Regions from separate parts of the Sus scrofa genome. Here region 1 is linked to region 2. Evidence: chromatin contacts called from public Hi-C data. All regions are on one chromosome and are shown on one strand. The core of a region is the stretch at or near the end of the contact, and the rest is flanking DNA. Distances in the headings are between cores, read along the strand shown. Region 1 holds the start of MSRB3 (methionine-R-sulfoxide reductase B3). Region 2 holds the start of LEMD3 (LEM domain containing 3).

Region 1 (7,600 bases), core at 1,810-4,309, 99 kb before region 2:
AACATGTATAGCAAGTCAGAGTTGACAATCAAAGTTTGAACCAGTGTAGTGGGTGGCTCTGCAGGATTATATAAACAAAAATAATATTATAGGATCCTGGAGTTTGAAGGGACTCGAAGACTATGTCCAACTTTATCAAACAGAGAAGAAAGCTACACATTCTAGCCAAATTCATCAACCAAATCCTTAACTATAGTAACACAAGTAAGATACAAATCAAAGGGACTGTGATAGGATTATGACAGGATCAAAAAGCATTTATTTCCTGAAGTTGCTCTAATATTTGACAATATATTTTTAATTATAAGAGAAAAACTAGGAGTTGCCATTGTGGTGCAGCGGAAACGAATTCGACTAGGAACCATGAGGCTGAGGGTTCGATCCCTGACCTCGATCAGTGGGTTAAGGATCTGGCATTGCCCTAAGCTGTGTGTGGTGTAGGTCACAGATGCGGCTTGGATCCCATATTGCCGTGGCTGTGGTGTAGGCTAGCAGCTGTGGTTCAACCCCTAACCTGGGAACTTCCATATGCTGCGGGTGCGGCCCTAAAAAGCAAAAAAAGTAAAAAATTTTTTAAAAAAGGAGAAAAACTGTATTTGAAAAATTTATGAAAACTACTGTTGGAATATTTTTTGGATATTCTTGTTACTTAAGTTTAGCAAAACAGTAGAGATTTCTGACCAAATGGATTAATATTTTAGTTAAGACATTAGACCAAGCACCTCTAAAAGCCAAAAAACTGTGTTGGTTCAAAACCTAAATGATGTTGTATGCTCGCAGCCTTGGCAGACAGGAAATTTAGGCACTGTGACAAAATTCTAAATGGCAGAGAACCGCTTATTTTAATGTAAAAAAATTCCAGACATTCACACAGGACCCTAATAAAAGTCACCAGAAATTAGACTTATATGTCAGCTGGGACCAAAATTAAAAGAATAAATGTTTAAATGGTCCAAATATAAACTTGGTTTTCAAAATTGCTGGCAAGGAGTCATAGTGCGGTGGATTTTGGTCTTCAACGGCTGCTTTACCACAAATATTAGGTAAGCCAATACATCACTGAGGGGGGAAAAAAAAACATATAATCTCTGGCAGTACAATCTACCCTTTATCGTGAAGCACAGTATTTTTTTAGAAGACTGTTCTAAAATATGAAATTAGAGCCTGTTGTGTTCCCCAAGAAATGCTATTAAAGTTACTCTTAAAATATGAATCCATAAAAAGTAAGTCTTTGTGAAAAATAATACTAACCAGAAGCAAATATGAAATTGATATCCTTACTTAAACTAATATTGATAAACTGCACATACTTAATATTTTTTAAATCTTTCATCAATCTGAATCGACAATTTCATAAATTATATGAATCCTGAAGATTATTTTATAATCAAAACTATCTCTTAAAATATATTTTGCCACAAACGCTGCAAATGGAAATATGAAGCCATAGACCAGAGAGTGCTGAATATAATCTATGCTTAATAGTCAGCGTTCAACTAATTCGTAAGTTCTAGTTATTAGCCATATCTTCACAGTATATAGTCTATCGCTGGCAAAAAACAAAAACAAACTCAAATTTGCTAAGAAATCTCAACTCTGAGGAATTATATTTTCTTCCATCCCAGATAAAATTAAGAACTGAGAAGCTCTGATGATTAGACATTCATCACAAATATGGAAGTTCATGCAATTTCACATTTACCTTAAACTCTACTTTGTACTTTCAAATAATTAGTTTTCATAATAATCTTATGTTAAAAAATTTTCCTCACTGATATTTTCCAAACTATCTTTAAAATCATCCTGTTAAGACTGTAAAATCACCCCACTTGACAGCTTATAGTCCTAAACCAAATCAGGCAGGGCTTACACCTTTCGATCATATAGCTGGAAATAGTCCAAGGTGAAACTTATAAACCAGACTCCAATGCTTTTTTAACCCCCTTAAAAAAAAAAAAAAAAAAAAAAAAAAAAAAAAAAAACACCACAAAACTGATACCTGGCAACCTGGGGGTTTTGTTCGTTTTTGGCCTATCGGGCCCGCGGCCGCCTGACCCCGCGGTGCGGGCGGCTGTGCGCCTCTGGGTGCGCCCCTCGTCGCTGCACGCCCGCCGCTGCCCCCCGCCGCCCAGCGCCCCACGCCCCTCCCCGAAGCGCGGCAGGAGGCGCGGGCCTGGCTGGCTGTTCCCACGCGCCCAAGCCCGTTATCTGAGCGGCCGCGGAGGCAGGGCCGACCCTCGCGGGGCAGGGGCCCCAGCTGGCCCCCGCCTCGGGCCCCGCGCCTCCGCGTTAAGAGCCGGGAGCGGCTTCTCCTCCCCAGCGGTCCCGCCAGGCCCCTCCCTCCGGGGCCCGCGTCGGGCGCGCGAGCCTCCCTCGGGCTCAGGTTCGCTCGCGGGACGGGATAAGGTGTCAGCGAGGCGGCCAGACGCCTCCCGTCGGCGGGGGCGAAGGCAGCGCTGACCTCCTTCCATCCGCCCCTCCACGCCCGCGCCCCTCCTCGGCTCAGGAAAGAGGGACTCCTCGCGGGGGACTGAAGGGGGCGCAGAGAGCGCTCGGAGGCAGACAGGGTCGGGGTCACACCTCAACTCGGCAGGGTCGGGCAGGAGGGCTGAAGCGAGGCGTGGAGGGAGCCCCAACTCACCCGACTGAGCGGCTGCCCGGGCCGCGGCCGCGGCCAGGCAGAGGCAGAGGCAGAGCGAGAGAGAGCGCGGGAGGGTTCGCGGCGGGCTCATGGAAGGGCCAGAGAGCCGCCGCCGCCGCTGTCCGAACCTCCCTCCCTTCCTCCCCGGCTCCGGGCGACGGACGGGGCGGCGGGAGGCATGACGGGAAATTCCTGGGCACGGGCAGCCGAGTCCAAATATGAGCATAGGAGACGAGCGAGGGAGGACCGCGGAGAGCGCCCGCCGCGGACGGGGCCCGCTGCCCGGGCCTCGGCGGCAGCCAACTCCCTCCTCCTCCGAATCCTCCTCCTCCGCTGCCGCCCCAAGGGCGCCGGCCGCCAAGGTGACCAGGAGACGGAATCCCTCTGCCTGAGGGCATCCCATTCCAGTGTTGGGGCCCAAAAGCAGAGCCGAGCATCCCACCCACAGGTCCCACCTAAGACCCCGAAGGGGCAGAAAAGAGAGGAGATCCGACAGCGAGCCAGGGACCCGCGGGAAGTCAAATTAAGGGGTTTGAGGAGATTCTTGCGATGCCCCTAATAGGTTGAGAGCTCTAGGAGTAAGGGGATAAAAAGATCTGGCAAGTGCTTCTCTGAGTGTGGGAGGGTGAGGTTGGAGCTGCACTGGCACTTACGCACACACTCAGGGGAGCTAACCTGTACAAAACGAACAGGCATAATACAGAAAACCACCCTCCTGCATTCCAGGTAAGTAGGCTCTCTACACCACGTGTGTTTGTGTGGGTGTGTGAGTTCTTAGCCAGAGTTATAAAGAGGCTCTACCCAAACTTAGAAGTGAACACCATATATGGAGTTGAGGCACGCTGAGTGACAGTTTCTCACACTAGCTAAACGCTGATGTTTTATCTAGGTCAGTCGTTCTTTTCACCTCCAACCTCTCTTCATCCCCCTTATGCTAACTTTGTATTTATTGTGGCTTGCCTGAAGGGGAGTGTTAAAATGTATTCAAAAAGCACTACCTCTGATGATCAAAAATGTCTGTACCAGATGTTTAATTACAGGCCTCAGCCAATAGTTCTTTGACTTTTCTTTGGCACTGATAACTCCTCCAGTAATCAAGTCCAAAAGACCCTTAGCTTTTCAAGAGGACATAATTATGTCTAATTACTTTTTTTTTTTTCCTCACAGTAATGGGACAGGCCCTGGAGATGTAGGATGTTCTGTAATTATTTATGACCATTTTAAGATGCTACAGGAATGATTTATTGATGCAAAATACTTAAGGGGTAAAAGTCAAACAGATTTAGAGTGTGGATTATTCTAACATGAACTAAAGTATGGTAATTTGTACATCACACTATTTGTTTGAAAATGCTATTCTTGAAAATCAGGGACTTTATTTTAAAACAAATTCAATTCTGGCAAAGTATTAAAGCCCAAATGCCAAAAACCAGTCCATTTGCAAGGGGTTCCCCTTAAATCATCTGGTGCTGGAAACACCATGAATTACTCCTGGCACATGGGCAGATTTCACCCTCAATGTACTAGCAGTGATGATAGGAGAAAGGGCAGATGACCTAAGCAAACTAACAGTAAATAACCTGTAATACAGTAAAGTAGGAATTTAAAAGACAGGTTACATTATATTCAGTAACAATGCTGGGTATCTGAAAGAGAATTCTCGGGAAACTCAAGGATCCCCTCCCTTCCCTCTTTTTTGTATATTTTGTAGTACATAAGCATCATTTTTTCTTACTTCCTCCACAATACATAGCATAATTCTTTCCCATAGTTTAAATATTTGTTTAACAAAAGTAAAATGAGCACAGTCACTTGTAAACAGATTTATAGGAGCTCCATAAAGTGTACAGAAAAGGATTATTGCAAAGGATTGCCCTAGTTTGGGCCTTGTTTAAAATATTTTAGTTGACCTTATGAACAAAAACATAAAATTACACAGAGTGCACTATCACTACTGCATGTTAATAAGAGTGGAGGGTTAATTAATTGCATCAACTGCTGGCTTGAGAGCAATACCAGCAGCTGCTCTAAAGGCTTAAATAAATATGTTAGGAGAGAAAAGAACAAGTTACTGAGTACAAAGTTAGACGCTGTGCTAGTTGTTTTACACATGGTATTTCGTTGAGTTCTTCCAAATATCTTTGCCCTTAGTATTTTTTATTCCTGTTTTACAGCCTAAGGGGACTGAAGCATAGGTAAGTAAATTATGCCACCAGGAAGGGATGAAGCAGTAGGAATTAAAACCTCATTCCAAAGCCCACACCTACTCTTTTTACGGTACTAATCTAATCTGTCCCACTTTCTCTTAAAAAAAAAAAAAGGAAAGGTATTCAAAAACTGTATTCTTTGGGCTCTTGTGGTTTTAAGTAACTGGTGTGCACTCAGGTTACCTCTAGTGATAGGGGTAAAGAATTCATGTGGAAATTAGACCAGAGACTTAACTAGCTTGTCAGGGGATCTTTTGTGGGCCTGGGGTGGGGGCCTGTGCCTTTGATGGGCACCAGGAACCAGAAAGCCACTACCCTCTGACCACATTCCTAGGAGTTTTGTAGTTTAAATCATATATTTCACAATGTTTTCTCTAATGTCTACTACCATCTTAAAAACAATCTTGTTAACATATTACCTTAAACAATGTTTGCTTTTAAGACAAAGGGCTCAGAGGTTAACTGCTTCCTTTATACCATTCCTCCCCCAACTCAGGGGCGTGCCAGTCAGTGTCTAACAGATCTAGAGGAGGGAGGCCTGAATGGTAACAAAAAACAGTTTATGTGGGTGCCAATACTCCCACCCAACCTGAGTCTCTGGAGGCAAAGTTGGGAAGAGATGCACCCAGCCAGCTCTTGGGGCCCATTATGAACCAGCTCCAGGACACCGCTGCCCCAACTCCTCATACAGTGTCTTCAGAACATAGCAGTAAAATAAATTGCACAACCACAGTCTTTCCACTCCTGTTCCCGCTTCCAGGTGCCAAGGCTCCTCTATAGCTCATGATGAAATGCCCCATACAGGAGAATTTGATTCCAATGCCATTGTCTGTCCTGGGGAAAGTTCTCATATGAAGCTGCCTCATAAGCCATTGAGCAGACTTTGGGTTGTCTACTTCTAAGCCAGGTGTCCTCTCTGACTCCTACAGCTGTGGCTAAGATGGGATGCTCACATGCTGCACAACATGATCGCCTATGCCAAACAACCTGACTGTGTTGCCCCCTTGTATGGGGTTCCAGGTAGAACAGTCTCTTTCAAAAGGAGTCCGTAAGCATGGCAGGCATTCAAGCTACAATCTCTCTAATAGTCTCAATTCTTTAATTAAATCCCTTAGCCATTACACAAAGCTTCGAGATGAACCCCGACTCCACGTACCCAAAGAACATCTTGGGTGGATGCCAACAACTACAAACAGGAGAATGTTCATATTCCACCTACATATTATTCACAAGGCCTCAGTCAGGGAGAGAAAGTCTAAGTTAATACTTAAATTCAATGAACATTTATCCAAATGCCATCGTTCTAAACCAATAACAATCAGTTGGTAAGGGAATTCTTTCTTTTTTTTTTTTTTTTTTTTTTTTTTTTTGGTCTTTTCTAGAGCCATACCTGCAGCATATGGAGGTTCCCAGGCTAACGCCAGAGCCACAGCAATGCTGAATCCAAGCCACGTCTGCGACCTACACCACAGCTCATGGCAACACTGGATCCTTAACCCACTGAGCGAGACCAGGGACCGAACCTGCAACCTCATGTTTCCTAGTTGGATTCGTTAACCACTGAGTCATGATGGGAACTCCAGGAATTATTTCTTAAGAGGATGTAACAGGCCCTCCAGAAGAAAGTTTTTCTAATGACACTCAATTCAAACTCCCAAGATTCATTTTCCTATCCTGGGAGGTAGAAGGTTGTCACGCTCACTCTCCCCTGCTGAGAACACGGTTTATGCTGCTGGACACCTGTCCCCATGCTTCAAGGTGCTGGAGTCGGGAGAGAGTTGAGAACTCTTCTCAGGGCCACAGAGTTAATGCTGATCGGCTGAAGGAGACCCCGGACATTTTCTCTCAGATTCTTCCTTTTTTTTTTTTAAGGATTTTCTCTCAGATTCTGAAAAAGGAGTTCCACCTCCATGACACCCTTCCAGCCGCCATCTCCAAACCCACTAAAATGACAAGGACTCTCAAAGATGGACGACTGAATTAAAATGAGTATTTTCCTTCTTTTCATGGTAAAATGATTTCCCTGCCCCTCAATTTTACACAGTTGAGGCCATCCCTTTTGTTGATCAATTCTGGAGAGCTTTTAAGGATGTATTCCCATGATTTATGTGCTGCCTTATTCTACCAGCTTTGGCTATGGATAAGCTACAACAAGGAATACATATTTAACAAGACTTTCAATATTGTAGAGAGGTAATCCCCTCTTGACCAGCAAAACTGCTTGGCTCTTGGCAAGACTGTATTACATAAAGTAGAATATGCAAAATCAACTGCACAGAGGATATGGGAGCTGGGGGAGAGAGATAAGAATGAACTTTTTGTTAAATGGCCACACTTACAGCCTATGTGTATTCTCAGGTCAGGGACAGAACCCGAACCTCTGCAGTGACCCAAGTTGCTGCAGTTGGATTCTTAACCCACTGCACCATAGTGGGAACTCCAGGAATGAACTTTTCAGTTGGTGTAGTTAGATTCTGATGAGAGTTTTTTTGGTTTGTTTTTTTTTAAATAGCCACATCTGTGGCATATGGAAGTTCTCAGGCTAAGGATCGAATCAAAGCTGCAGCTGCCAGCCTATACCACAGTTTGCAGCAGCACCGGATCCTTAACCCACTGATTGAGGCCAAGGATTGAACCCCCATCCTCATCCTCACGGACACTACATGGGTTCTCAACCTGTTGACCCACAGTGGGGACTCCCTGATAAGAGGCTTGATTCTACTCTGACTCAGTTTCTGTTCCTGAGTGCTGC
Region 2 (7,043 bases), core at 2,351-4,850:
GGATCAAACCCAAGTCCTCACAGATACTAGTCGGGTTCGCTGCCACTGAGCCACAACAGGAACTCTTTATTTTCTTAATCTTAATAAAGGTATCCTCTCATTTAAAAAACTCTCTACAAACAATACCTAAATGGGCTTTATGAAGCCCATACCTACTACGGGCTTTATAGCTGAAAAAAAATCTGAAACCAATCTTAGTCCTAACACTTGCTAGCTGTTCAAACGTGGGTACATTTCTTAACTTCCTTGAGTCTCACTTTTCTCATCTATAAAGTGAGGATATACCATCTAGCTCTGTGAGTTGTTAGGCAGACTCAATGAGATAATATTCGCAAAGCGTTTTAGTAAAAGGGCCGGTTCATAGAACAAACCAGTTCTGTTAGAGAAACAAACATACAGATAGGTACTGCCCATAGGTAACATCATTTATGTGACATTTACCAATTTAACTTCTACCATGACCTTATTTCTTTTCTTTCTCAAATATCTGGGGCAGGACACTGATATACCACTCTTGCTCCCAGAGTACCGATTAACATTGAGTGCTGGATTTCAGTCCTCTTCTAATCCCCCTAGTTAAGGAATATCATAATCTATTATTTGACTATCATAAAATTGGCTATACCCAAACCAAAGCTTACACTATTTTCACTCCTATTCTTTGCTAACTACATCATTCGCTACTTTGAACAAAACTGATAACACCAAGCCAATTTCATAAATATAAATCATGATACAGTGAATTCACATTGGGTGAAGAGGGTTAGTAAGTTTCAGGGGGTAGAGAGGAGAAGGACCTAACATGGATAAATTATGTATTCAGCAGTCCATCATGCACTAAAAACTTATTTTCTCTCTTTCAATCATCCTAGGCGTCATTCTAGTCAAGATTAGCATCGTTTTACAGATTATCAAGGGAAACTCCAACTCTGGCTCCCGCACCCCCTTGCTCAAAGTACTATACCCTACAGGAAGGCTCTTGGCTCAACTCAAAACCTTTCCTCCTCCTCTAGTAATCTCTGCCCAGAAAGCTCTTCTGTCTCCTACAAGGCTAACTCCCCCTCCTGCTTTAGGTCAGAGATTAACTCAACTAGTAGGTTAGCTCAATGAGTACCTACCTGCACCATCTCTAAAGCAGAGTACACCAATGGCTCCATCCTATTGCCTTCATAGAACATAAAATGATCAGTATTCATCTTCCTCCCATGTTAAAGGAGAGGGATACTTCGACTTACCACTGCTATATCCTGAATGTTCAGCACAAATGACGCTGGCTTAATGAATGAGCAAACACACCTGCCCACAGCCATTAAGCAAGTGAAAGGCAGAGCCCGGAAACCAATCCAGATGGATCTGACTGCAAACCCCTACACTGCCCCTTTTCACTGGTGGGAGGGAGGTGCTTTGGGCTGGGAAATCAATTTAGACGTGTGCCTTCCTACTTTCCATACTCATTCACTTTAAAGAAATTATGGGACTACTTACACCTGTCCTTAATAAAACAAAACATTTAACCACCATTTCAAGAGATCTTACATTGTCTTTTAAAATCACAACTCATTTGGGGAAAACAAAAAAAACAAAAACTCCAGTGCATTATTATGCTCCTGCACAATCAAAATACCTCCAAACTGTTGAGTAATGGGACTGGCATCTGCACAAGTGGTTATTTAAGGCCAAAAGAAAATTTAAGTCACACACACGAAGTGCATTTTACTAACAGGCTTGCTTATAGTATTTTGTTCTTTTATGTTTTGAATTTCCCAATACATCATACAGAAAACCCTTAAATCCAGCCGTGGCATCATCGTTCCGATCATTGTAATCATGTTCTTTCTTAAGGAAAGATGGCACGAAGGCACTCAATCTGTTGTGTTTCACTACTAAAGCCATATTCTTGCTGACAGAAGTCACCTCGGATAGGGAGATCCCGCCATGGCGCAGTGGGTTAAGAAGTCACCTCGGCTAAATGCCCAGTGCGGTTAGAGCCCACCACTAACAACAGTCCTTTTGTTGCCTTCCCCACAGGGCTTAATACTTACTGGTGAGTTCTCCATCCTCGGTTACTCCCGTCCCTCTCATTCCTAGGTAAGTCAGTCCCAATATGAGGAAAAATAAGCAGGCAGCAGTTAAGAGAAACATGGACAAGTAGTGAGCACTGAAACCTCCTGTTGGGGACACCTCCTCCCGTTTAAACTGCTGGAGAAGTTCCTCCTCGGGTTCAGAAAGCTTCGGTTTGTTGTATGTGTTTTTCAGGTAGGTGTGATTGGAGCCCGTATGATTGGAGTGATTGATCCTGAGTGAACCAGAGGCGGCCACCGCCGCACCGGGAGGGAGGCTGTTGGAAAAAATCCTGGGGGAGTCCACGTTGAAGGCTCCGCCGCCGATATGATTATTGGTTTTAAGAAGAGAGCCTGTGGACGAATCCAAGGTTGAGTCCATGTCCGCGAGCGGTGGCGGCAGGAGAGGGGCCAGTTTCTTAGCGTTAACACGATATCTAGGAATGGGGCTGGAGTCCAATGGATCACACCCTCCTCCCTGCTCCGCCGCCGCCGGCTCCTCGAGGTTTCTGCTCCGGTCTAGACTCCCGGCGGCCGCCGCCCTGTCATTCATCGCGATTCCTCCCCTTCCCTGAACGGAGGTCTCCAGCCGGCCGCCGGCCGATTTCGCAGGCAGAGGAGAGAGAGGCTTACTATGGCCCCGCCGGAGCCGGTGCCGGGAAAGGGAGTCGTCCTTCAATACCTGTCGGCTGGAGGCCACGTCGTCGTCGTCTTCTTCCTCCGAGTCCGAATAGTTTTCCCGGCAGCTGTAGGGGAGAAGCCGGCTGCCATTCACGGTCCGGCCGGACCACAGAGGCTCCTCGGCCTCCGGGTCCCTGTCCTCGCCGTCTTCTCCCTCCTGCTCCTCGTCTTCCGCCGCCCCATCTCTCCCCGACGGGCTCTGCAGCTCGGGAGCCGCCGACCTCCTGGCCCCCCACCACGAGTGGGGCTTCCTCCGCTCGGCCGAGTTGTTGTTAGTCACCTCGCTGGCGGTCAGGGGCGCCGACGGCGGTTTGAGCCCGCGGTACTGGAGCGGAGCCCGGTCTTTCCTCCCGCCGCCGCCGCCGGCCTGGTCCCGGGGACTGGCCTCCACGTCCGACTCGTCCGAGCTGAAGCCCAGGACCACTTTGCTGCCAGCCGTGGGGGCGGCCGAGGCGCCCCCGGTCCCTCCCAAGGGGCTCTCCGGGCCCGAAGTGGAGATCCGGCCCAGGCCTCCAGGAGTCCGTAAGTAGGAGAGGTCGCCCGAGACCGGCCGGACCCCCATCCCCGCGGCCGCCACCGTCGATCCCGCGGCGGCGACCGTGGCGGCTGCCGTGTTATTGTTATTACTGTTCCGCGTCTTGGTGCCGCGGCCCCCGGACCGGTGCTGCTGCTGCTCTTCCTCTCGAAGCTTCTTCAGCTTCTTGAGGTAAACCGGGCGGGTGCTTTCCGTCACTGGGCCAGGAGACAGGCCGTAACGGCGGAGCTGAGAGAAAAGCTCCTCATCCGAGAGCTGCTGAGGCGCCGAAGCCGCTGCCGCCGCCATTTTCTCTCCAGGGTGTTTTACAAGCTCCGCGCTACCGGAAGTGACGCGCCGCCCTAGACCCTGAACTAGACCGGGGTGCGTCGCCCTCCCAGCGCCACGGGCGCCTTAGCCAATGGGAGGCGCGGGAGGAGCTCACCTGAGCGGGAAAAGGCCACCTGAGCGGCGCGCAGCTCCCGCTGCTGAGAGTTTTTCTGCGCTCTGACTTGGGGTGCCAGTGCCTTCCCTTCCCTTTCCCTTTCTGTCTCCTCTCCATCCGGCAACTCTCCTCTTTGCCTTTACCAGCGCCTTTCCCGGGGACTGCCTCCTGACAAGCAGTACCTTGACCTCTTCTTTCCAGGTTCCTGCCGCTGGGCAGTAATAGTTGATGGGAAATCTGCCTTGAACTTCATGGCATTAGTTTTTTCCGTCCTGATTCCCGCTGCGTAGGGGAACCAGGAGACTTAAATTTTGGTGGACAGACAATTGGCAATTTCCCTATTGACTCCTGGTTCTCTTTTCACTTTGTCTTTCTACTTGACTTACCAAAGAAAAGGGAAGGGCAGTTTCTCTCACTGCTCATTCTGAGAAGCCTCACATCTTCCATTCCAAGGAAGAGATACAGAGTAAACCAGCCAGCCCCAATAGTTTTCTTCAATTGTGATGGATATTCATTCCCTAGTTGGTTGTAAAGTATTATCATTTTTTCCTCTTCTAAAATCTGATAGGTCATCATTTTGGTGATTGAAAGAGTCTATCCCTTGCTTCACTCTATGACAAAAAAGCGAGCACACCATCCTGCTTATTTCCTTCTTAGCATCTTTCCAACCTATAGTTATTTATTTATTGTTAATGATTATTTTTAATGCATTTGTTTTCAAAATTATTGATTGACTGGATTGTCTTATCCCTTTGAACTGTAAGCTTTATGGGCACAGGAACCACCCCTACAGTGCCTGACACTAGAAGTTCAAGAACATTTGTTGAACTAATGAATGACTTCCAAAAGTAGGATAGTATGAGATTAATATTTTGACGTAAAAGTAGTGGCAAATGAGAAACCTTCACACACAGTCAATAACAAAAACCAAAAAACAAAAACAATTAAGACCTGGCAGTCTGTTTCTTTCTCTCTGTTTTTAATATTGTCACTATCTTAAGCCCTCTGGTCAGATACCAGTTTAGCTTGGGCCATATTACTAACACTGTACTCCCCCTGGTTTCCAGTAAAATATCTTTTGCAATTTTGTCCTTCATAGTCAGGACATTAGCTTTTTTTTTAGTTCTGCACCTGCAGATTATGGAAGTTCCCAGGCTAGGGGTTGAATTGGAGCTGCAGACGCAGGCCTACACCACAGCCACAGAAATGCCAAATCTGAGCCATGTCTGTGACCTACACCACGGTTCACAGCAATGCAGGATCCTTAACCCACTGAGGAAGGCCAGGGATCAAATCTGTGTCGTCATGGATACTAGTCGGGTTCATTACCACTGACCCACAACAGGAACTCCTGACTTTAGCTTATGTTGAAGAACAATCTAAAGAATGACCACTCAACATTATGTTCAAAGGTTTATTTCCTTAGAGACTGTCCTTTCTGGTCTCAGTATTAGAAATAATTGTACGTTTCCAGACAGCTCATTTGTTTTGGTTCTGCTTTGTTTTATTTATGTATTTATTATTTTTGTTGTTGAGGTAAGATTCACATAACAAAATTAAGCATTTAAAAGTGTACATTTGATTGCATTTAGTACATTTACAAAGTTGTGCAACCATCACCTCTGTGTAATTCAAAAACATTTTCAACGTTCCTAAAGGAGAACCTGTACCTGATATGCAGACATTCTCTATTTCTCCCCATCTCCAGACCCTGGCAACTTTTTTTTTTTTTTTTTTTCCTTTTTAGGGCAGCACCCGGGGCATATGGAGGTTCCCAGGCTAGGAGTCTAATCAGAGCTACAGCTTCCACCTATGCCACAGCCACAGCAACACGGGATCTGAGCCCCATCTGCGACCTACACTATAGCTCACCGCAACACCAGATCCTTAACCCACGAGTGAGGCCAGGGATCGAACCTGCAATCTCATGGTTCCTAGTCAGATTCGTTTCCACTGTGCCACAACAGGAATGCCCAGATCCTGGCAACCTTATCTTTTTCCTGTCTCTATGGATTTAACTATTCTGGATATTTCATATAAATGGACTCATATAATAATGTGATCTTTTGTGTCTGACTCCTTTCACTTAACATTTTGAGATTCATCAAGATATACCATGTATCAAGGAGTTCCCGTTGTAGCTCAGTGATAACAAACCCGACTAGTATCCATGAGGACAGTTGGATACGTGGCCTGGCTCAATGGGTTAAGGATCTGGCATTGCCATGAGCTGTGGTTTAAGTCACAGACACAGCTTGGATCTGGTGTTGCTGTGGCTGTGGTATAGACTGCAGGTCCAATTTGACCTCTAGCCTGGGAACTTCCATATGTCATGAGTGGGGCCATAAAAAAGCAAAAAGCAAAAAAAAAAAAAAAGGATGTAGCATGGATCAGTATTTCATTTCTTTTTATGGCTGAATAATATTTCCTATTATGAATATACCACATTTCATTTATCTGTTCATCCATTGATAGAAATTTTGGTTGTTTCCACCTTTGGGTTATTGTGAATACTGCTGCTATGAACATTCGTGTACAAGTATCTGTTTGAATACTTGTTTTCTATTATTTTGGGTATGTACCTAGAAATTTCAGATCATATGGTAATTGTGGGTTTCACTTTTTGAAGAATGACAAAATTACGAATTTGTTTCTGACCTTATGGATGGACACTGTGTTTGCTGACTTGCCATGTTTCTCTCTTTGAGACAAGAGCTGGGAAGTTCAGGCTTGAATTTGTGTCCCAACCATGGCAAGTGTTTAGGGCTCTATAGCATATATTTTATAAATTAATCCCATTGCTAACTCCATCTAAACTTTCTAACTTCATGTGCCTCATTTTATTTTATTTTAATTTTTTTAGGGCTGCATCTGAGGCATATGGAAATTCCCAGGCTAGGGCTCAAATCAGAGCTGCAGCTGCCATCCTACACCACAGCTCATAGCTGTGCCAGATCGTTTAACCCACTGAGCAAGGCCAGGGATTGAACCCGCATCCTCATGGATGCTGGTCAGATTCTTAACCCACTGAGCCACAACAGGAACTCCAACATGTGCTTCATTTTAAAAAATGATTTTATTTTCTCTTCCTAAGATGATATACATCTGTTTAGCTATCTTTTACTTATTTGCAGACCATCATATAATTCCTCTGACAATCCAAAGGGTATTTTATGATTAGTTTTCATCTTTTACATATAAGGAAACCAAGATTAGAAAGGTTCCTTGATTCAGTTCTCTCAATAGCCAGATGCAAAACTGAAACGTATGACCTCAGAGTCCAAATTTCCTACTCTTTCCACTACAGTATACTACCTCTTGAATACCTTTCTTAAATCATACA

What was found. Hi-C and Micro-C count contacts between places; a contact is called where the count stands out from the background.
Region 1: a Hi-C map of fetal liver shows a contact between it and region 2, with 4 times the contacts expected there. The contact joins the promoter of MSRB3 here to the promoter of LEMD3 in region 2. A contact is called at or near these places in 4 of 47 Hi-C or Micro-C datasets (adipocytes, fetal liver, fibroblasts and 1 more).

What each region holds. Positions count from the first base shown.
Region 1 is chr5:29,691,283-29,698,882 of Sscrofa11.1, reverse strand. It overlaps MSRB3 (methionine-R-sulfoxide reductase B3), which reads right to left and starts at 3,059. Exons shown (of 6, transcript XM_021091955.1): 1 at 2,642-3,059. The coding sequence starts at 3,044.
Region 2 is chr5:29,592,891-29,599,933 of Sscrofa11.1, reverse strand. It overlaps LEMD3 (LEM domain containing 3), which reads right to left and starts at 3,600. Exons shown (of 13, transcript NM_001315597.1): 1 at 2,043-3,600. The coding sequence starts at 3,564.